Linked DNA regions of Mus musculus: regions 1, 2, 4, 5, 6 and 7 are each linked to region 3. A link is a contact called in public HiCAR-type and promoter capture Hi-C data. All regions are on one chromosome and are shown on one strand. The core of a region is the stretch at or near the end of the contact, and the rest is flanking DNA. Distances in the headings are between cores, read along the strand shown. Region 1 holds the start of Gnptab (N-acetylglucosamine-1-phosphate transferase, alpha and beta subunits). Region 2 holds the start of Ntn4 (netrin 4). Region 3 holds the start of Slc25a3 (solute carrier family 25 (mitochondrial carrier, phosphate carrier), member 3). Region 4 holds the start of Parpbp (PARP1 binding protein). Region 5 holds the start of Metap2 (methionine aminopeptidase 2). Region 6 holds the start of Washc3 (WASH complex subunit 3). Region 7 holds the start of Fgd6 (FYVE, RhoGEF and PH domain containing 6).

Region 1 (2,700 bases), core at 147-2,646, 2.7 Mb before region 3:
AGGTGGAAGGGAGGGAGGGAAGAGTTCAAGGCTTGCCTGGCTACATTGGGAGTTAGAACCCAGCCGGGGCTTCTTGAGACACTGTTTCAAAATCCTCCACACCGTTCTGTCCCAGCTTCCCCCACTCCTGTCCCCTCCCCTTCCCACCCTCCCCCCACCAAGCAAAACAAAACCTAATAATTCCCAAACCAACCAACAAAACCAACGAAAGCTTCAGAAGAAAGAGGATAAGTTGAGGACTAGACGAATGAAACAAAGTAGGAAAGTGAGGGGTTTCATTTTAATTTTCTTTTGTTTATTGACAAGGTCTCACTACCAAGACCAGGTTGGCTTTGAACTCATAACCTTCTTGCCTCAACGTCCCAAGTGCTCAACAGGTATGCACTGTGGTAGACACTGCATTTGAGAGTATGCCGTGTAATGAGGGTAATTCCCCACTCCCACCCCACCCCCACACAAAAAGACCCAGGTAGGCCCAAACAATTCTCCAAGTGAATTTGACCCGAAAACTTAGTTAGTTCTCTATAACACTCCAGTTCCTTTTTAAAATTTTTTATAATTAACAATGCCAATTCAATAGCTATACTACCCAGTTGTATTTGAAAGGGTTTCTGAAATGGCTCAGCAGGTTAAGGTGATGCCAAGCCTGACTTCAGTTCCTTGAACCCGCAGCATGGAAGGACAGAAACAAGTGACCCTCACCATACACTCACACACACACACACACACACACACACACACACACACGCACACGCACACGCACTCACACACACGCGCACGCGTGCGAGTTCCCCTGCATACACAAACTTATAAGCAGATTGATTACCTATCAAAAGCTAAGGCTTCAGATAGTAACTAAATCCGTTAGTTTTCCCTGCTTTGCCACAATCAGCCTACCTGTGACCTCAAAAAATTTTTTTTGATAAATGCCCGATTAGTGACTTTTGTTTTTCCAAAACCAATTAAACCTCGTGTACGAACGTCTAGAGTAGATTATGTCATTTGGGACAAGCCGAATATGCATTCCCTAGCCACGATCTTTCAAATTTTCTTTCGAAGATAAACTTGAGGCAGGAGCTGTGTTTTTTTGGTTCATCAGGATTGCCCATTGGCACACTGCAGGGGACAGCCCGGGTCGCTTACCTGTTGGTTGGGTGGGTCCCACCGTGCAGAAGGCAGAGGGCCCAAAGGGCAGGGCCCACGGCGCACGCGCAGATGGGAGGGCGCGCGCCTGCCCTTGCCCCTCCGCCCTCTAGGTGGCGCTGGCGACTCGCCGCCGCCTCTCCGAGGCCAACCCCGGGTGGCGCCGGGCGCCTTGCGGGCCCTGGGTCCGCCTCCGCCGCGCCGAGGGCGTGGGCTCCGGGCTCCCGGAAGCGGCGGCCGCGGCGTGGAGCCCAGCGGGCCGTCGGTCGCCGGAGCGACAATGTGCGGCAGCCGGGGGCTGTGAGCTAAGCGCGGCGGCGCGTCCGGGGGCCCCTGAATGGCGGCTCGCTGAGGCGGTGGCGCGGCGCGGGCTCCTCCTGGCGTGGGGTGGCGGGGCCGGGGTGATGCTGCTTAAGCTCCTGCAGAGACAGACCTATACCTGCCTATCCCACAGGTATGGGCTCTACGTCTGCTTCGTGGGCGTCGTTGTCACCATCGTCTCGGCTTTCCAGTTCGGAGAGGTGAGTAGCGGAGCCCGAGCCCCGGAGCCGCGTGCGCAGCATTCCCCGATTGAGCCCCGCGGTGCCGGCACCCCGAATCTCCCTTCTGCCTCCCCATCTTCCCTGCAGCCTGGGGACCAGCACACGGCCCACTAGTCCCAGGCGCTGAGCGTGCATCCTCTCCCCGGCTCGCCTGCAGCAGCTGGACTGGACGTCCGGGCCTCGCGTGCTTCAGCGTGCGCATGGATCCCCTTCCTTCTGCAGGGTGTCCCCAAGAGTCCTCTGGCCATTTGATTTTGGCTCTAAGGCCTTGCGCTGGTGAAACTCTCTCCTAGGGTTTGTATTTTTCTGTAGTGATCCTTCATTCCCTGGCTCTCCGTAGGATCCAGTCCTGCGGTGCCACCCTACTAGTCCTTCACCGTTGACAAAACACCTTATCTTCTGTTTCTTCTGGATCGCAGACTTTGTCTTAGAGGCATGCGCGGCTTTGCATGTGAATTTTGCGCCGTTTTGCATGTGAATTTTGCGCCGTTTTGCATGTGAATTTTGCAGAGTGAAAGGGAGATTTTTTTAAATTAACTTTTTTCCTTTTTCATAATGGCTCTGCTGTTTTGTACAGCTGCATGCCAGCGGGTTGGAGGCCTTACTAGTGAGAATGCACACGCTGATGGGAAGCACCAAGTGCTTATCTCAGAGTAGGGCCCTTGTCAGGTGACTAGGACTGCCTGCGGATCTTGGACTCCAGCCCCGGACCTCTTGAGAGCCAGCACAGACCCACCCTTGCGTCATGGGCTATGCTAATACTTTTTAGATCAAGTCGCTGGTCCTTCTTGGACTGAGAACTGCGTTTAATTGATGTGCAGTGAAGCAGTTTGATTAGACTGTAAACTCTTCAAAGAGCACAGACAACCGGTTTGGGAGGTGTGAGCAGCCAGGTTAAATGAATTTTATGCTCCTTTGGAGACATACCTTGAACGTTCTGGGGACTGCCATTACTCTTCAGTTTAAATTTCAGTTATTTGATTCTTGGGTAGTCTAGTACAGTCTTCGCCATCTT
Region 2 (2,700 bases), core at 158-2,657, 2.5 Mb after region 3:
CTTCCTTTTTCTTGGCCTGTAGGCTAGTGTTTAGGCTGGGAGCCTTAGCCTGTTACGATCCCCTGTCGTTCATTTAATAAAAAGAACAGTTGGGAGAAGCATTTTAGCAACTGCATCAGAAGCATCACCTGTGAGAGCCAACGGAGGCTCCAGCGTGGCCAGTATTTGAAAGCTCAGAGTTTGTTTTCGAAAGCTGGTGACGGTTCTCATGTCGCCTGCCACTTCCAGTACTGGCCAAAATAATAATTTTAACGCCTCCCAGTGGATTATGCTAACCTCAACTCAGTTCCTTTAGAGAGATAGAAACCTATATGTCTCCAGCTCGGTCATTATAAATAATATCTACGTGTGCCCCCAAAGCTCTAATTGGCCCCATCTGTATTTCTGACAATTTATAATAACTGAATGGTATCTGCAAAGCAGTTAACTTTCTGGAAAATACTCAAAGACACACACTGAATGCTGCAATACAGAATTGCCTTCGACTCAACGTTTGCCAATTTCTTTGCATGTGTAAGCAGAACTATATTTTCAGAGAAGTTACAGAAGTCCCAGGCTGAAGTGCTATTTAATCTCCTTTCATAAACACCAGCCCTGAGCTACAATTAGCTGCTTGTGGTTGCTGCTAAATTGCTCCCCATAAGATATTTCATAACTTTATGGTTCCCCTGCTCACCATACTATGAAGAATGTGTGAATGCACCTAGGACCCAGGCATTCTTATGTCGATGCTCCAGACATAGATGTTCTTAAACAGTTGATTCCCTGATCATGGATCCTGGTCTTTCAGGCCGTGTGAGAACATCTTTTACACCAAACGGGTACACCTTCGACTCCTTTGGGCTGCACCCCCCAAAAAGGTAGCAGAGACTTAAAGGACCCTTGGCACTTGGTGCGCGTTCACTGGCAGTACCCTAGGCAGAATTGGGGGTCTGGGGTGGTCCTAACCCAGACCGTGGGACTCGCAGAGAATGGGTGCTGTGGAGTGGTGTTGGGGGAGGGGGGAAGGCTTGTTTTGCTGGGTGATTTTTTGGAAAGTAGTCGCTCGCCTGTTTCGCGGGTTTTTAAGCCCCTTGGCATGCCCTGACCTGATCCGGAGGGAGTCAACTGCTCTCAGGAATGTTCCTGGAGAAGGTGGGAGACTGTTTCCCAGGCGAGGCCCTTGGGTGCTGGAGGGCACCCGCGAGGTCAGGCAGGGAGATGCGCGCAGCGGGGGCTGCAGACACCCCCTCCCCCTGGGCGGCGGCGGCGGCGACAATGACCGGACCCGCGCGTCTGCACCGCCCGGCTGTCAAGCGCGGGGGGCGGGCGGGAGGAAGGGGTGGAGGTGCGAGGGGAGGAGGAGGGCTGGCACCGGAGCGCCGCGGTGTCGGTGCAATAAAAATGCATCCCATGGAACTGCCCATGGAGAAGGACGGGACCGAGCCTCGGCGGCCACAGAAGGTGGGAAAAGCGGAGGAGGACAGCCGGGAGGCGGCGGCGGCCGGGAAGTGAAAGGTCTCGCAAAGTTCAGCGTCGGCTGCGGGCGCCGAGCCCTGGGCGAGCGGCGCACCCGCCCTCAGGGCCGCTCAGCCGGCAGCGGCCAGGCCGGCTATGATCCCGGGGCTCCCGCCGCTGCTGAGCTGCCCGGGCCCCGCCAGGCCGGTGCGCGACGGTCACCCCGCCGCCTGGCGCGGCCCCGGCCCGCGGCTCTGTGCCCACGGTGCCCACTGAGCGAGCCTGGCGCTCCGGGAGGAGGAAGAACCACAGAGCCCCCGGTGCTCCCGAGGACCACTGCCGCTTCATCCCACCCGCTCCCGCAGCTGCCCGGCCATGGGGAGCTGCGCACGGCTGCTGCTGCTCTGGGGCTGCTCCGCGGTGGCCGCAGGTGGGTGGTGACGCGGCCGGGCCCCCACCCCTCTTCCCTTGCTCCTGCCCCTCCACCCAAGCTCGGGGGCTGGGGGATATAGGGGATCCCGGACCGGGAGCCCAGAGCTCGGCTATTGAGGATGAAGCCAGTGGCCATGTTCCGTCTCCTTTGCCCGCGACTCCGCAGTTTCAAACACTATTGATTTTTTTTTTTTCTCCTGCAACTGAGATACACATGTCCTTGAATAACCAGATATCCTGGGTACGCCCTGCAGAAGATACAGAGAGATCAATGTTTCTTTCTGGGTTTGGCTTGGGGGGGAAAACTGCCTCTGCACTTGGTGAGGGGGAACAAAGGACCCAGCTCGCCATCCCCGGGCTCTCCATGGCCTGAGGAGTGACGAGGAGGGGTGGCCCAGAGACCCTGGGCGTGCGTGGGCCGAGACCGATCTCTCACTTAGAGAGATCGCCACCTTCCCGGATCTCATTCTGTGTACTTGAGAGCCAGGTAGGGCCACCTGGGGTGAGGGTGAGCGCCCTCTTCCCGGGGCGTTGGCTGCAACGCTGTAGAACTCGGAACTGGGACCATGGGGGGTGATCACTCAGGTGGTGATTGCCCGGAGCTGGCTGACTGCCCCTGGGGAATCGGTACCCTGGCCGAAGCTCTGCAGGAGGTCGGAGGCGGGTCTGTTCCTTGGCTCAGTAACTGGGTTACGGGCAACGGGCAGATGCCCCTCTCCCCTCCCGCTACGGTCCTGTCTCTCTTGGACTGTCTTTAGGCCACCGGTTCCAGGCTTGCTGTGTCTGAGTCCCCGGGAGCCTCCTCTTTCTCTTCTCCCCCTCCCTTCTCGC
Region 3 (2,700 bases), core at 54-2,553:
AACTTTAACGTTTGCTCCAGCTATTAACCAACTACTCACTTATGAACTAAGTAAGTCATACCTAGTTCCTGCAGTCAAAAACATACAAAGATTTGCTTTAGCTTTTGAAATCAGAGGAAAACGATAGGAGATAGTGAAAAGGAGTTTTCTAATCACGTTTAAGACGCATGAAGCACATGAATGACTGGGGTGTGGGTGGGGACTTCTGTTTTACACACACAATGTAGGTAACGTTTCTCTTGAGGCCTATAATTCAGCTTTCGGGTTTCTCTTGTACTTATGTTCCACTAGGATTTAAAACATACAGTTATTGAGTCACCCAGCTCAAATCCCAAAAACATAAACTCAAAGGAATGCACACCTCATATAATCTGCAAGTCACCTCCTTCACCAACCAGTAGCACAAAAGGAAGAGATTCCCAACCCCATTACCTCATATACAATTAAATGAAAAGATAAAACTTGGGAAAGGAGATCAAAGGAGAGTTTTCCAGGTAATTTTTAAAAAGGCAAGTCAAATAAACGTTATGGAGTTGCAACTGTGTCTGGCTAGTGGTTAAAAAGAGATTTTACCCAGTATACTTGGCTGACCAAGCGGGCTCACGGGGGAAGATAAAGAAGTTGGTTACCACCTCTCTGCCTCTACTCCCTTCGGGACACGGAGGTCACTGAGTGGCGCTGGGCCTGGGCCCTTCCACGCCCTTGAGGGAGGGCCAAGGATCCGACAGCGGCCTAGGGTGTCAGAGTTGCCATCCCAGGGTCAGCGAGAGACCGGTCCTCGGGTCCAGGGCTGAAGCGTCCTTCCCCGACCTCCAGTTCCTGCCCAGGACTCGGGAGGCAGAGCAGGGGGGCAGCATGTAACCAGCGCTCCCACAGGGCAGGGTGCGACCTCACCTTCCACGGCGGCGGCGGCCAGGTGGCGGGAACGCCGGGGCGGAGCTGGGGGACTGCGGGGACCCGACAGGCCATCGTGCACCAGCTGCAGGTGTGGCGCGTTGAAGGGGTTCGCCCGCGCCAGGTGCGCTACGGACGAGAACATCCTCCTGCGGGGGAGACAGAGGGCGGAGGTGAGAGAGACCCGGCGCCGGGCAATGTCACCGGAGCCCCGCGAGACATGCCCGGCTCTGCGCCCTTGAGGAGGTCACAGCTTCTTCCCCAGGGACGCCAAGCCCGGCCGGGCCCACGGCCAAGGCGGCGGCCACAAGGGACTCAAGGCTCCGCGCCGCGGCGAGGCCCGGTCGCGCTCACTTGCCTAAGATGGCGAACACCCAACCGCTCGCTGGGCAAGGTTGCGGCTCACAGAGGCCGAATGTCCTCCCGGCCCGAAGATCCGTGCCCTTCGCGCGGCGTCACCGTGACGCACGCAGAGCGTCACTGCGCCACGCGCCTCTCATTTGCGGAGAGGAGCGCAGAACCTGGACGTCATCGCGTCCTCCTAGCAACCCTATCCCCGCCCACGTCCAACCCCAGCCCTTCCGGCCCTGCTAGTGCGCAGGAGGATTCCTACTGCGCAGGCGCAGATCCAAAGCGCCCTCCTCCCCCACTCCCCTTTTTTTTTTAAAGTGTAGTCTTGGCCTTGGACGGGCAGGTGACCTACTCACTCTGTCCCTTCACCTTCCGGTGTTTTCTCCTTGGCGCCAGGAATTTTTACATGTCTTTAAGTGATTGCGGGCATAAACTTTTAAAGACATGAATGCTTAAGTGATACGTTATTCAGGTATGGAAGCTAGGATATCACTACAAGATCTTTGATCGGAATTCCTGCCATCATCGGACTTTTCAGAAAAAAATTCCATCACACTGACTTTTGACATAGGCATGTCTAAATTTTCCACCAAGTTCTGGTGGAAAGGATATACAGGAAGAACTCATACAATACATAAAACTGCTTCTGCCTCACAGAATGTCCATGGCCCCTGAGAACAGTCAGTCAAGGCTTCGTTCCTGGAGGCACAGGCATGCGCTGACATGAAAGTAACCGATGAACTGTGTGCGTGTAAGACAGGACTGTGTGTACTTCAGACATTTACAAGATCATCATCACTCTGATGTCAACAAGCGGGGGCCAAGTTCCACGAGGGAGAGTTTAGAAGCAATCAAACCTGTTGTAATTCTTGCGTTTAACATTTTCCTGGGACGTTTATCTCATCTTTATTAAGCCTTTTTATCTAACCCAAGACACCACTAGAGCTGGCTCCTGTATTGACTATTGTAGTTATACTAAGTCTACCTCTGCAGTCAGTGCTCTGCTGTGTCCTTTAAAAATTCTTAACATTTACAAACAAAAGACATTTTCATTCATTTTGCCCTAGGTCCTTCAAATTATGTAATTGGTCCTGGATAGAAGAAATACTTTTAGAGTTTATGAAACATCAAGAAGATGTAAAAAAAAAAAAAATGTTTACAAAACATCTTTCAGAGGTCTGGTACTTGATTCCTAGTACCCACCTTGATTCTAGCTCCAGGGGATCTGACACCATCTTCTGGCCTCTATAGGCACCTGCACTCATGCACACACACACACACACACACAGACCACCACCACCACCACCACCACCACCACCACCATTTTTTAAAAAACCTTTAAAGATGAAATTTATAAAACATTTTTCATAAAAAACTGAAGAGGTTTAAATTAGCCATATTTCTGCTGCTATGATAAAACATCATTTTGGCTTACACCTCCAGAGGGATAAGAGT
Region 4 (2,700 bases), core at 140-2,639, 3.0 Mb before region 3:
AATAAGCCTAGATGTGTCTGTATTCTAGGCAGCCATGCTATGGAATCAGTCCCCTCTCTACTTCCAGTCTTCTCTGTGTCTCTTTTTACAAGTCTGCTGTGTGTATATGTTCGCCTTTATGTAAGCACATGTGTATGGAGGCCCAAGGTTGACACTGAGTGTCTTCTCCACTGCTCTCCACCTTGTTGACTTGCCCCGGCATCACTTGTCTACACCTCTAGCACACTGGGGTTGCAAGCAGACTACTACACCAGTGTCTCCGTTAGCCCTGGGGATTTGGATTCCAGTCCTCATAGCTGTCCAGGCGCTTTATCCAGTGAGCCACCTCCCCAGGCCTCACTCACAATTCTCTGATGAGCACCTAGGTTATCTCCTATTTATCTCTTAAAAAACAAAATTGAAGAAGACACAAAAGCATGAGCTATGGGTGATATGATTAGTTTGCCTGAAATATTTTTTTTTTCCATCAACCATTTAAACATGTAAAACCATGTTTAGTTCTAGATCTGGCTATTCACCAACAGGCATCTGGGCTGGCATGCCAATATCCACTGTAGTTCCAGCTTTTCCAGGGTTACCTAACTTTAGATCTGGCTGCCCAGGTATAAGAATGGTCACAAAGCAATCAGGACTATGCCGCCCCCTCTGTTCTACCTCCCAGCCTGTTGTGAAGACTCGATGAGACGCTGGATATGAACAAAACAGAAGGTGTCAGAGGGAATAAACTCTTGCTTTTAAACTGGATTCAAAGTGCACTGGAGCAGAAAATCTGAGACAGGTAGTTGTCGCTGGAAGGTAAAGTGAGAGAGCACCACACTTAGCTAACTATCCCTGCCACCACACCCCTGCATTAGCTGTACCTCGTGATTACCACAAATTTCTCCACGTCCATAATTGGGACTACTTAACAGAATTATAAGGCACCAGTGAAGGAAATAGCCAACCTCCTTATTGCCAGCACTTAGCAAATCTCCATTAAAAGATGACAGGTGACAGTTATTCTTCTTGCCTGGTCCGGAATGGCCCTCTGAAGGATGCAACGACAGAAAATCTGAGAAGCCTGCACTCGTCGTGTGCCAGATCCCCGATCTAACGGACTAAAAGAAGATTTTGATGGGTTTCGGTCTTGCCGAAGCCCTAGCGTCTTTTTTTCCACGGGACACCGTGAAGTCGGGGCGAAGCCACTGCGCAGACAACGCCACTGGCTGGCACGTCGCTGTCACCGAGATGCGTTCGCAGAGCAGCAGCCCGAATGCCCACTGGAACTGCGACCCGGGGGCACAGAAGAGACCAGACCCACCTCGTCCAGTGACCCAGGCTGGGTGCAAGCGGAGGGAGGAGCAGCGCAGCCAGGACGCCGGAAGGCAGAGGTTTGAATCGCCTCGGCGTCCCTTTCAAATCTCGCGGCACGACCTGGGAACCAATCGCCGCGCTCGCCCTCCGACCCGGAAGCAGAGCGGGCGCACGCCCTGGCCACCTATGGTCGGGAGAGCCTTGCCCAGGTCGCCTCCCCTGCTTTAGGTGCGTATCGAGTGCGGTGACCGGGGATCGCCAGCTTGTGCTGCTTCCCCAGGGGCGCTTCCCTGTTCTCCAGAGCTCTTCCTTGTGACCTCGCGAGGTGGGAGTGGGTTTTCTCGGGCGACGCGTGGGGGACACAACTCCAGGGACCCTGGGAATATTGACCCAGGGCTTTAAAGACCTGGAGGTCAGGGGTTGCCATCAAATCCGGACCTCAAGTCCCCTGCATGCCTTATACCTCTCTGCTCTATGGTCTTCTCACCTGCCGGTCCCGCGTAACATGTGTCCAGTCTCTCTGAGATGGGACTTAATCTGAAAAAACTCAGCAGATAACTCAGGATTTTACGTGTTCTTTCTTAGCCTAGGGTGCCTCCTTTTCATTAACAACAAAGTAAAAATTAATTTGCACGTGAGAATGCTATTTCTACAGTACACACTACCTGTCTCGAGACAAATTAGTTGAGGATTGTGACAGGTGTTAATAACGTTAGTATCACACATTACTCCAGAGCCTGTATTTTTTAATCTCCTTATTTTATTGCATGGGTAATGGTTGGTTATAACTATTGCTACCTGATATTATCCTTCAAGGCTCTTGGACTCCATGTGTCTTTAGGCAGGGGTGGGACTTTCCAGTTCATCGGACCCTTGATAGTTCAGGTGGTCTGTCAAATTAGAATGTTAAAGGTCATATAATTCGAACAAATAATGTAGCATAGTCCTGAGATAGGCAGGTGTGTGTATTTGTGTTTTCTCTAGCATGTAGGCCCAACACATGCTAAATCTTTTAAATCCTCAACCTGTTGACGAACTTGGCAAATTTCTTCATAGGCAAAGAAGGGACTATTGGTAGTACCGGCGTTTATGGTACTCTTGCATATGACAGTGTCAGTACAACTTTCCAACTACAAATAGTGCTGCATCTCTATTGCTTAATAATCTTAGGACTCTATTTGTATTAAATTTATTCATGTGTGTGTTAATATAAGCAGACTTCTCTTTTGAGCTGGCTCTGACATTGCTATACCAAGCCCCATTATGATTCTTCTGTTGAATGACAAACACTTTGTAAATTTTGTTTGTGATCCACAGTTTCCTGACAGGCAATAAACAACTATTTGATTCTTACAACTGCTCCAGCTTTGGGATACAAGATGAAGCAAGATGCTACAAGAAATGCTG
Region 5 (2,939 bases), core at 386-2,885, 2.8 Mb after region 3:
TTCCGTCTTTTCTTCTTGGCGGCTTCCTCGGCCGTGCTGGAGGTTCCCTCTTCCCTGTCGTCTGGATCCAGGTCGCCATTCAGGTGGCCCCCGAAGGACGCTGCCTGCTCCACGCCCGCCATGTTGCCCGAGAAAGAGAGAGGGAGAGAGAGAGAGAGAGAGGGAGCGAGAACGAGCGGCGAGGGCCCGCTCCTTCTTCACCCACCTCCACCAGCGACGCCGGAAGCCGCGCTCGATGGTCCGGACGCAGGGAATGCTGGGACGGCGGAGGACTCTGCAGCACGCGGTCTAAGTGCCCGCCCCCTCTCCTGGCTCAGCGCTTACTCTGACCCTAAGCTTCTGCACCCCCTGTGCGCATCTTCCCAGCCTGGGAAAAAGCAGGGGGGCTTCGCTCCAGAGTGCGCAGGAGATGCCACTAACACGAGGAATTTAGTGTTCCCTATTTAAAAAAAAAAATCCTACAGGCAGTGATGAGAGAGGGTTAAAATAATGTATTTATCACACACATTCTTGATGACTCAAAGACCGCGTTAAACTCACTGTCACAGCTCGCGGGGAAGCTGTCGAGAAGCGTGGGATAATTTTGGAAGCCGGAATTCCGCGTTTCGTATGCTGCACTCCAAACCTCCGATGGTTCAAGATAGGATCATCGCTTGGAGGCGGTTAATCCGTTTAATCCCAGCACTCCGCAGAGAAGCGGGAGAATCTCTGTAAATGCGAGGCCAATATGGTCTGCAGAGTGAGTTTCCAGGATTATTTAGAGACCCCGTCTCAAAATAAAAGGACACTACGTTCTCACGCGTCTCTTATTTTGAGACAAGTGCAGGTTCTGACCAATGGGAACAGGCCTTCCTCAATAATGCCAAAACACACACTCTTCTTAGTTTTCAGTCAGTTCTTCACTTTTAGATGCTTCAACAAAGTATGCTTGAATTCTGCCCATGTCTTTTCCCCTAGTGCTTCATCAGAGTCCCTTATTCAGATTGCAATTTTCTTTTCTTTTTAGACCATTGCCAAAGTAGATGGTGAGTAGCTATCTGGATAAACCAAGGAGTTATCATCAGTAAGGATCTTTGCCCAGCTAGAGAGTTCTGGTGTTTTCATTAGTTTTAAACTAGGTACCAAATTTCATTGATGTCAGAATAGCTTCGAAGGTTCTCTTTGTTAGCGGTTTCACTTTATACAGGCCTGACCACAGCTACATAAAATGGGGCCTGGGAGTGTGTAGCTCAGCGGTTGAGCACTTGTTCTAATGCTAAAGACCCTACATTAATCCCCAGCACTATAAAAACAGAAGCAAAGCCTAGTGGTGGTGCACACCTTTACTGAAAAAAGGGATCTTTAGGTCTGATGGTCTCTGTTCTAAAGGTAGAACGAAGATGGCAGAAGCTAGAGGTCATAGAGAAGTAGTAAGCTACTGCTGGTATCAATACCGATGAAAGTGTAGGCAAAGGCTATAACTGGGGACCAGGGACAAGAGGCTTGAAGACAGAAATATTTCTGAAGTATAATTAAGAGAATATAACTGACCTTGATCTTGGAGGCGGGGGAGAAGGTAAGAATGGCACCCAGGTTTCTGGCCCAGGAGGCTGTGGATGAGGTGGAGTCAAAGATAAACTGCCTACATCCAAAGGTTGAGATCCCTGCAGGGCATGCAGACAAAGATACCCAGTCATCCTGAGGAATGTTTACTAGAGATAGGGATGCTAGCAGCATTGGGCCCAAGTGTGGCAGAAGGCTTGAAAGTTCAGTGACCAAAGTACAAAGAAAACCAAGAGGACACTGGTGTTTGCAAGTTTGGGGGTTTGATTTGGGGGTGGGTATTGGAGATTCTGTCAAGGAGCACTGACTGCTCTTCTGAAGGTCCTGAGTTCAAATCCCAGCAAACACATAGCTTACAACCATCCATAATGAGATCTGATGCCCTCTTCTGGTGTGTCTGAAAACAGCTACACTAAACTTACATATAATAAATAGATTAATCTTTAAAAAAAACCTACTACAGAAAGGGTAGACGGCACAGTCTCAAAAGACGCTGTTGGTTTCTGGTCTTAGGAAGCCACTGATGCTTTAATAGGACAACTTTGTTAGGAGATACTAACAAAAGATATTAAAAAGAAATTGGAGTGCACTAAGGATCTGCTTTGAGGATGAAGAATCCCAAACCCATTCCACTAGGGAATTGTAATCCTCTCCTTAGGGTTCTGGAAAGGACTTTTCTTGAAATTAAACATATTTTCCTTGCCCTCTATAATATTTTTCCTATATTTTTTTGGCGGGGGAGGGGAGAGACAGTGGGAGTGTTTCAAGACAGCCCTGGCTGTCCTAGAACTCTCTCTGTAGACTAATAGCCTCAAACTCAAATATCTGCCTGCCTCTGCCTCCCAAGTGTTGGGATTAAAGGCAAGTACCACCACCAACAACTATTTTCTTTATCTTTACTGTATCTCATGACATCTCAAATTAGCTTTTATTTTACAATGTGTTATTAGCTTCTCTTTGCAACTGCAAGAGTAGTAAAATTCTTCTAACTCAGGATAGTCCCCTCAGATTTTGTCTTAATAGACTTTCTTCTTATCTTGTAACAAAGTTGTTCTTGTAAAAGCATACACTTAGTAGTGGAATTCTTCACCTTCCTCATGGTCTCTGTCTAGAGACTACAAACTAGACACGAGCTAGAGACATCCAGGAAGAGGAAACTTCAACTGAGAGCATGCATCCATCAGATTGGCCTGTAGGGAAGTCTACAGGCACATTGTCTTGATTAAATGATTAATGTGGAAGGGCCCAACCCACTGTAGGCAATTCTATCCCTTAACCAGGTGTTTCTGGTTGGTGGTATAAGAAAGGAAGCTGGGTAAAGTGTGATGGTTTGTGTACACTTGGCCCAGGGAGTGGCACAATTAGGTGTGGGTGGCCTTGTTGGAGTAGGTATGTCT
Region 6 (2,700 bases), core at 17-2,516, 2.9 Mb before region 3:
GGATTAAAGGCGTGCGCCACCACGCCCGGCCCTGGAGTGGGCGTTTTAAGAAGCACTCCCAAACAGAAGCTCACGAATCCCATTCAGAAAAACATGACTCTTCTTCTGCCATAAAAGGCCCTTCGTCAGCTTTTGTGTCTACTTCTGCCTTGTTTCATTATTCTCCACTTCTGGGCATTTCTACTTACACCACCAAACAATCTTTCCTTTGCCTTAAACGCCATATGCCCTCATGTCTCTGTACCTTTGTTTGGACAAAGGTTTATTCCAGATTGTCATCTTAACTGCTCTTAATGTTAAGTAGATACTAAAGTCGGCTTCCTCTTCTTGTACAACTTAGAAGCTCCTATTATCCACAGAACCGCACACTTTGCATGTGGTGTGCATGTACTCGTGGATCTACAAGTGTTTGTACATGCTAATTTGCAATGCCACAACTTTCACAGGAGTTTGTTTGCACGTCCATCTAACTTTTGCACATCAAAATTCTGCATGTCCTCCCTTTGACTAGTGTAGCAGAGGAGATCCTGTCACTTCTTCAGTACTTGTTTTGGTACAATAAAAAGGTTTACTTTTGCTTAGGTGACCTGCCCTAACTCACATCGCTGGTAAAATGTGCAGCCAAACTCTGAACCAAAATCTTCATACTGTAGGTGTAAGATCGTTTACATGACGTAAGTGCAGTCACTTTCACAGCTGTGTGTCTCAGTTGTTGCTTGAAATTATGTTATGTCAAAACAAACAAACAAACACCCTTAGAAACGGATCTCCAGTGCATGAGGCTTGCCAGGGCTGAAGACAAGTTCTGACAGACTTCTCTAGACTTCACAAGGGCTAACAGAGTATCTGGCACTTAGTAGGATTACACAAAAAGAGAAGTGCTCTTCAGTGAATTATGGATCTTTTTTTTGTTTGTTTGTTTTGTAACAGGACTAAGCAATTAAAATCTCAAAACGGATACAGCTCAGCTTCTAACTTTCCCAGTCTGACCTCATCCCAACCCTGCGTCTGTCTCCCTGTTTCTGTCTGTCTGAATCTGTCTCTTTCTGTTTCTCTTTCTCTATTTCTCTCTCCGTCTCTTTCCCTCACTCCACCACTCCCACCCACCCACCCCCTTTTCTTTTTCAGATTTTTTCAGATTTTACAGCTAAAACAGCAACTGTGAAACCTGCTCATCAGCAGCTTTTCCCCGGCCCAATTTTACAATCGGAATCATGAACTACCAATCCCAGAATGCTGAGCGAGAGCGAGGGGGCGGGGCGGCCTCTCTGAAGCCACCCATTGAATGGTGAACACTCGCGCTTTCTTCCGGAAAGGCCCCGAAGGCAGGAACTTGGGAAAGGAGTCTGGGCTCTCTACTGGGCTGGGAGGAGCTTGTGCCTGAGCCCCGGGGTCCCCATCCGCTGAGGAGATGGATGAGGATGGGCTTCCTCTCATGGGGTCAGGCATAGACCTGACCAAGGTTTGTAAAAGACCGACTTGAGCGTCCGACAAACAGGGAAGGAGGCTTGGCCAAGGGGCCCTGGTTCCCAGGGAGACGCCACCTCTCCAGGCCCAATCCGGGCCCCTGTTTTCCTACTCTGGGCAATGGGGGGAGCCCTGCAGTCCACTTTGAAAGGGGTCCCTCCTGGGCTAAGAAAAGAATTGGTGTGCCACGCAGCCTTTGCTCCCCACATCACGTGTCTCTACGCCCGAGGTTGACAGTCTGGAGATAGTACCACCTCTGACACTTCACCTCTTATTCGACTCTCTAGCTGCTCGTGTGTGTGTGTGTGTGTGTGTGTGTGTGTGTGTGTGTGTGTGTGTGTTTGACTCACACAAGATTCAGAAAAACAAATCAGCGACTCTTCTTAGCCCTTCGTGAACCACATGTCCCAGGGCAAAGACCATCCATCCCCCTCTATGAAATCCAGATATCCAAAGGATTGCAGAGAGTGTGTTTCTCCTGTAAGAATCGTGTTTGCTTTTTTACATGACACAGGTGCCAGCTATTCAACAGAAAAGAACCGTGGCCTTTCTAAACCAGTTTGTGGTGCACACTGTGCAGTTTCTCAACCGGTTTTCCGCAGTTTGTGAGGAGGTAGGTCCCGGGCTACTACTTCATGGAGCGGCCGAGAAGTCGCCTTCCGTCTTTCGTGGTGACAAATGTAGTCAAATGAAGTCAAACAAGAATTACAGCCTTCGTGTGTTCACTTTGCCATGAAATTCAAATGTCTTAAGGCCTTAGCATCTCTGATTCTGTCCCCATAAGTCCTGTGCGCTGTCTCAACTGAATTAGTATTCTAGAAGCTTCCATGAGATAGCTCAGCCAAGTTTGTTGTAATTATAACAAAGGGAATTCCAGAATTTCACAGTGGAATTTTTTTTTTATTTGAAAGGTTTTGTTTCATCTTCCTATTCTAGAGATTACATTTTAAATGTATGTTCGAGTTTATATCGAATTGCTTTCCATCCTTTGTGCCAAAAAGGATTCATGGAGGCAGCCTAGAGATACATGTTTCAAAAAATACTTTTCTGCAAATAACTGGATACATCATGAAGTGATAATTAAGTACATAGATAAGAATTAGGTGCCAGGTCCAGGAACCTCTCCTGAGCTTGCAAAAAGTTTTGTTTTTTGTTTATTTTAGAGGAAAATGGGGAATATATATTGAAACTGAATTTAAGAAAGGAAATAACAAATTAGAAACCTATAGACAA
Region 7 (2,775 bases), core at 79-2,578, 2.9 Mb after region 3:
TGAAGATTTACCTAGGGTATCACTTGCTGTGTGTAGCTTTTTAAAGTGCTATGAGTGGACAATGGGTTCCAAATTATGCTTCCACGGGCAGTTTTTAGATATCTCAATACTTCACATTCTGTACCGTACCTCACCCTCCCATTATACACCACGGGGGATTTCTTCTCTTTCTCTTGTATGAATTCCCTGAAATCTAGTTGGCTGAGGGAAAGTATGGCATACATATTCAATACATACACATACACGTTCCAGGGTGTGGGTATTGACCTGTCTGATGGGGTAAAAATGGCACTAAAGCCATTAACTAGGCTTTATTTTTTAAATTCAAGATGGCAGAGACATCTTAAAATAGTCCAACACAAAAGCATTCACATCCAGACCAGAGCTTCCATTCAGAACTGGCTACACTTAGCGCAACAGCAAGGACAAAAGAATGGAACCTAGGTGCTGAGACGCCAGAGCTCACACCATTGGCCACAGGTCTCACTTAACAGACCTTAAACCCCACATAGAAAGGCACCTGCTGCCTGCCTGCATTCCAGAGGCCACACCTTGATGATGATGATTATGATGATGATGATGACCGGAGGCACTTATGGATTAACAGGCCCGCAAAAATCAAAGATAAAAAGGGAAGGAGGTTAAGTAGTAGACAGAATATCCAGCACGTTTCGGCCCCGCCCCAACGAGGCGCAGTCCAGGGCGGTGCAGCCATAGGGTAAGAACCGATCAAGGCTCCCGCCCAGGGCCGGTCAATTGCGCCGGGTCTGGGAATTCTGGGCGAGCTCGGGGCAGAGGCCAACCACGCCAGGATCCCCTGAGCTATACCTGTCAGGCGGCTGCAGCAAGTAGGCCCCGAAACAGCGGAGGATTGGGGACCCAGGCCCGCAGGCGCCCGTCACCCTATCCCTCCCCTCTGAATCGCTTTGCCTTCTCGCTCTTCCTTTAGTCCTTCGGAAACAAAGACGGTCCACACTCCCCGCCATTTTCTCCTCACCTCAAAAACCACCTCTTCGTCAAACTCCGGTGTCATCCTTCTCCGCCATACCACCCGCCTCAGCACGATGGGAAATGAAGGCAGGAGGGCGGGCAGCACCCAGGCTTCGGCTCCTGCCCACCTCGGGGGCACTGAAAACTACAACTCCCGGCATGCATCGCGACCCACGCCCCTTTCCGACCTGCTTATTGGAGAAGAGGGTGAGCGTGTAGGCTGGAGGGGCGGGAGCGGGCGGGCGTTCCAGAGCTCCTATTGGAGAGAGCTATGGCTTTTGTCTGCCTTTTACATCCCCTGACTACTAGGGGGCGCCTGGAGCGCGGATTTTTCTCTCAAGTTGAGGTGGGGCGCGCGTCCGCGAAGCCGCTGCGATCTCCTCTCGTGCGCGCGCCTGGCGATCGTCCCGGAGCGCGGCGGAGCGGCGCTCGTGCACGTCCCCCTGTCGCTGGCCGCTAGCGCCCGGGTCCGCCGGAGGGTCGCGGGAGCCGGCGTCCGTCCTTTGTGAGGCGCTCAGGCGGTGCGGGACGGAATGTGGGCGCTGCGGGGACTTTTGTCTTCTGCTCAAACTCTGGGGAGTGTGGACTGAACGGGAGCCATGGACTGAGGGCGTGAGCCGCGCGGGGCAGTCATGACTTCTGCCGCGGGTAAGTGGCTGCGCTCGCGCCGGGCTGGGGAGTAGTCGCGGCGGGCGCCGGCGGGCTCCGGCTCCCGCTGCGTTCCCCGCGGGTGGGCGGTGCGGGACTGGCGCCGGTCGCCCGCGCCCGCTGTGGGGTCCCCGGGATGCGTCCCCCACCCCTGAGCCCAGGTGATGGGACGGCGTCGCGGAGCTTGCTCGGGTTCCGTGACTTAGGCGCTGTCGCTGCCTGTGCGCGGTGTGGGAAGCGTGGAGTCCGGTGTGGAGGAGTCAGTTATTCTAAGCTAGGACAGTTTTCCAGCGAGTTGAAGAAACTCCGCCACTAGCCCGCGTTGCTTGAAAACCTAGTATTTATTGACTGAAACTCTTCGCGCTTGTAAGGAGGGTTGGATAGAGCTGTTTGCACCCTGGTGTTTTGAGCCCTATTACCTGAGTGAGTATGGACTATTAGTTGGTAAAATAAAACAAAACCGAGTTGCCCCCTCCCCTGCACCTACCCCTCCCTGTTTTTTGCTCATCTTCACCTTTTCCTTCCTTCCTTCCTTCCTTCCTTCCTTCCTTCCTTCCTTCCTTCCTTCCTTCCTTCCTTCCTTCCTTTCTTCCTCCCCCCCCCACCCCCCTCGTACCTGGACTGTGTAAACAAAGCCCTATTTTCAGTCTGCCTCCTTTCCACTCACCCAAATGACAAAGCCTCTCCTTACCTTTGTGTGAATTTAAGCACTTTGGCTCATTGTGTTGTGACCTTTTTAAGGAACAGTTTCTAATCTTCCAAATTTGTGTCCAAGGGACAGTCTCTTTATAAGAACACAGCACATTTTCAAAGCCAGAATTTAATAAGGTATGGGATATATTAAAGGCATCTTTATCCACATCAGAAGAAACTTTGATGAGAGATTTTGTAGTAAAAGAGCGTAAGTTTCACTTCAGTTAGGTCTAGAATTAGCACTTAAGTATCAGATTAAATTTTCTTTGCTTTTTTTGGCGTTTGTTTAACATTCCTGCAACTTGAAAACTGTCAGGAGAGCACACACACTAAATGTTCTGATTTGTACTTCTAAAGCCTTGAAGGAGTCACACTGCTAGGCAAAATCCGGATTACTTCAAACAGGCAAGAAATTAGTAACAATAAGAAAGTGAGACCTTTATT

What was found. Promoter capture Hi-C pulls out the DNA fragments that hold promoters and counts their contacts. HiCAR-type assays count read pairs that join an accessible place to other places. Capture Hi-C pulls out chosen DNA fragments and counts their contacts.
Region 1: a promoter capture Hi-C map of pre-B cells shows a contact between it and region 3. The contact joins the promoter of Gnptab here to the promoter of Slc25a3 in region 3. A contact is called at or near these places in 1 of 39 promoter capture datasets (pre-B cells) and 1 of 115 datasets of contacts at active chromatin or transcription factors (astrocytes).
Region 2: a promoter capture Hi-C map of stem cell-derived epiblast-like cells shows a contact between it and region 3, with 5 times the contacts expected there. The contact joins the promoter of Ntn4 here to the promoter of Slc25a3 in region 3. A contact is called at or near these places in 3 of 39 promoter capture datasets (hippocampal neurons, pre-B cells and stem cell-derived epiblast-like cells).
Region 4: a contact with region 3 is called in a promoter capture Hi-C map of pre-B cells. The contact joins the promoter of Parpbp here to the promoter of Slc25a3 in region 3. A contact is called at or near these places in 1 of 39 promoter capture datasets (pre-B cells) and 1 of 115 datasets of contacts at active chromatin or transcription factors (extraembryonic endoderm stem cells).
Region 5: a contact with region 3 is called in a HiCAR-type map of astrocytes, with 4 times the contacts expected there. The contact joins the promoter of Metap2 here to the promoter of Slc25a3 in region 3. A contact is called at or near these places in 7 of 39 promoter capture datasets (the C10 cell line, cranial neural crest, hippocampal neurons and 3 more) and 1 of 115 datasets of contacts at active chromatin or transcription factors (astrocytes).
Region 6: a contact with region 3 is called in a promoter capture Hi-C map of liver, with 3 times the contacts expected there. The contact joins the promoter of Washc3 here to the promoter of Slc25a3 in region 3. A contact is called at or near these places in 2 of 39 promoter capture datasets (liver and pre-B cells) and 1 of 9 other capture datasets (liver).
Region 7: a contact with region 3 is called in a promoter capture Hi-C map of pre-B cells. The contact joins the promoter of Fgd6 here to the promoter of Slc25a3 in region 3. A contact is called at or near these places in 4 of 39 promoter capture datasets (embryonic stem cells, hippocampal neurons, liver and 1 more), 2 of 115 datasets of contacts at active chromatin or transcription factors (astrocytes and thymic regulatory T cells) and 2 of 9 other capture datasets (adipose tissue and liver).

What each region holds. Positions count from the first base shown.
Region 1 is chr10:88,377,872-88,380,571 of GRCm38.p6, forward strand. It overlaps Gnptab (N-acetylglucosamine-1-phosphate transferase, alpha and beta subunits), which reads left to right and starts at 1,397. Exons shown (of 21, transcript NM_001004164.3): 1 at 1,397-1,664. The coding sequence starts at 1,548. It overlaps Gm40733 (predicted gene, 40733), which reads right to left and starts at 1,193. Exons shown (of 5, transcript NR_168608.1): 1 at 1,144-1,193.
Region 2 is chr10:93,639,642-93,642,341 of GRCm38.p6, forward strand. It overlaps Ntn4 (netrin 4), which reads left to right and starts at 1,408. Exons shown (of 10, transcript NM_021320.3): 1 at 1,408-1,867. The coding sequence starts at 1,813.
Region 3 is chr10:91,122,664-91,125,363 of GRCm38.p6, forward strand. Slc25a3 (solute carrier family 25 (mitochondrial carrier, phosphate carrier), member 3) reads right to left here and starts at 1,304. Exons shown (of 8, transcript NM_133668.4): 1 at 1,253-1,304; 2 at 895-1,043. The coding sequence starts at 1,039.
Region 4 is chr10:88,145,552-88,148,251 of GRCm38.p6, forward strand. It overlaps Parpbp (PARP1 binding protein), which reads right to left and starts at 1,390. Exons shown (of 11, transcript NM_029249.2): 1 at 945-1,390. Nup37 (nucleoporin 37) reads left to right here and starts at 1,441. Exons shown (of 10, transcript NM_027191.2): 1 at 1,441-1,521; 2 at 2,611-2,700. The coding sequence starts at 2,673.
Region 5 is chr10:93,889,567-93,892,505 of GRCm38.p6, forward strand. Metap2 (methionine aminopeptidase 2) reads right to left here and starts at 1,636. Exons shown (of 12, transcript NM_019648.3): 1 at 1,531-1,636; 2 at 1-708. The coding sequence starts at 122.
Region 6 is chr10:88,199,831-88,202,530 of GRCm38.p6, forward strand. It overlaps Washc3 (WASH complex subunit 3), which reads left to right and starts at 1,267. Exons shown (of 7, transcript NM_026070.3): 1 at 1,267-1,462; 2 at 1,982-2,080. The coding sequence starts at 1,412.
Region 7 is chr10:94,034,673-94,037,447 of GRCm38.p6, forward strand. Fgd6 (FYVE, RhoGEF and PH domain containing 6) reads left to right here and starts at 1,329. Exons shown (of 21, transcript NM_053072.3): 1 at 1,329-1,638. The coding sequence starts at 1,623. It overlaps Vezt (vezatin, adherens junctions transmembrane protein), which reads right to left and starts at 1,127. Exons shown (of 12, transcript NM_172538.5): 1 at 998-1,127. The coding sequence starts at 1,033.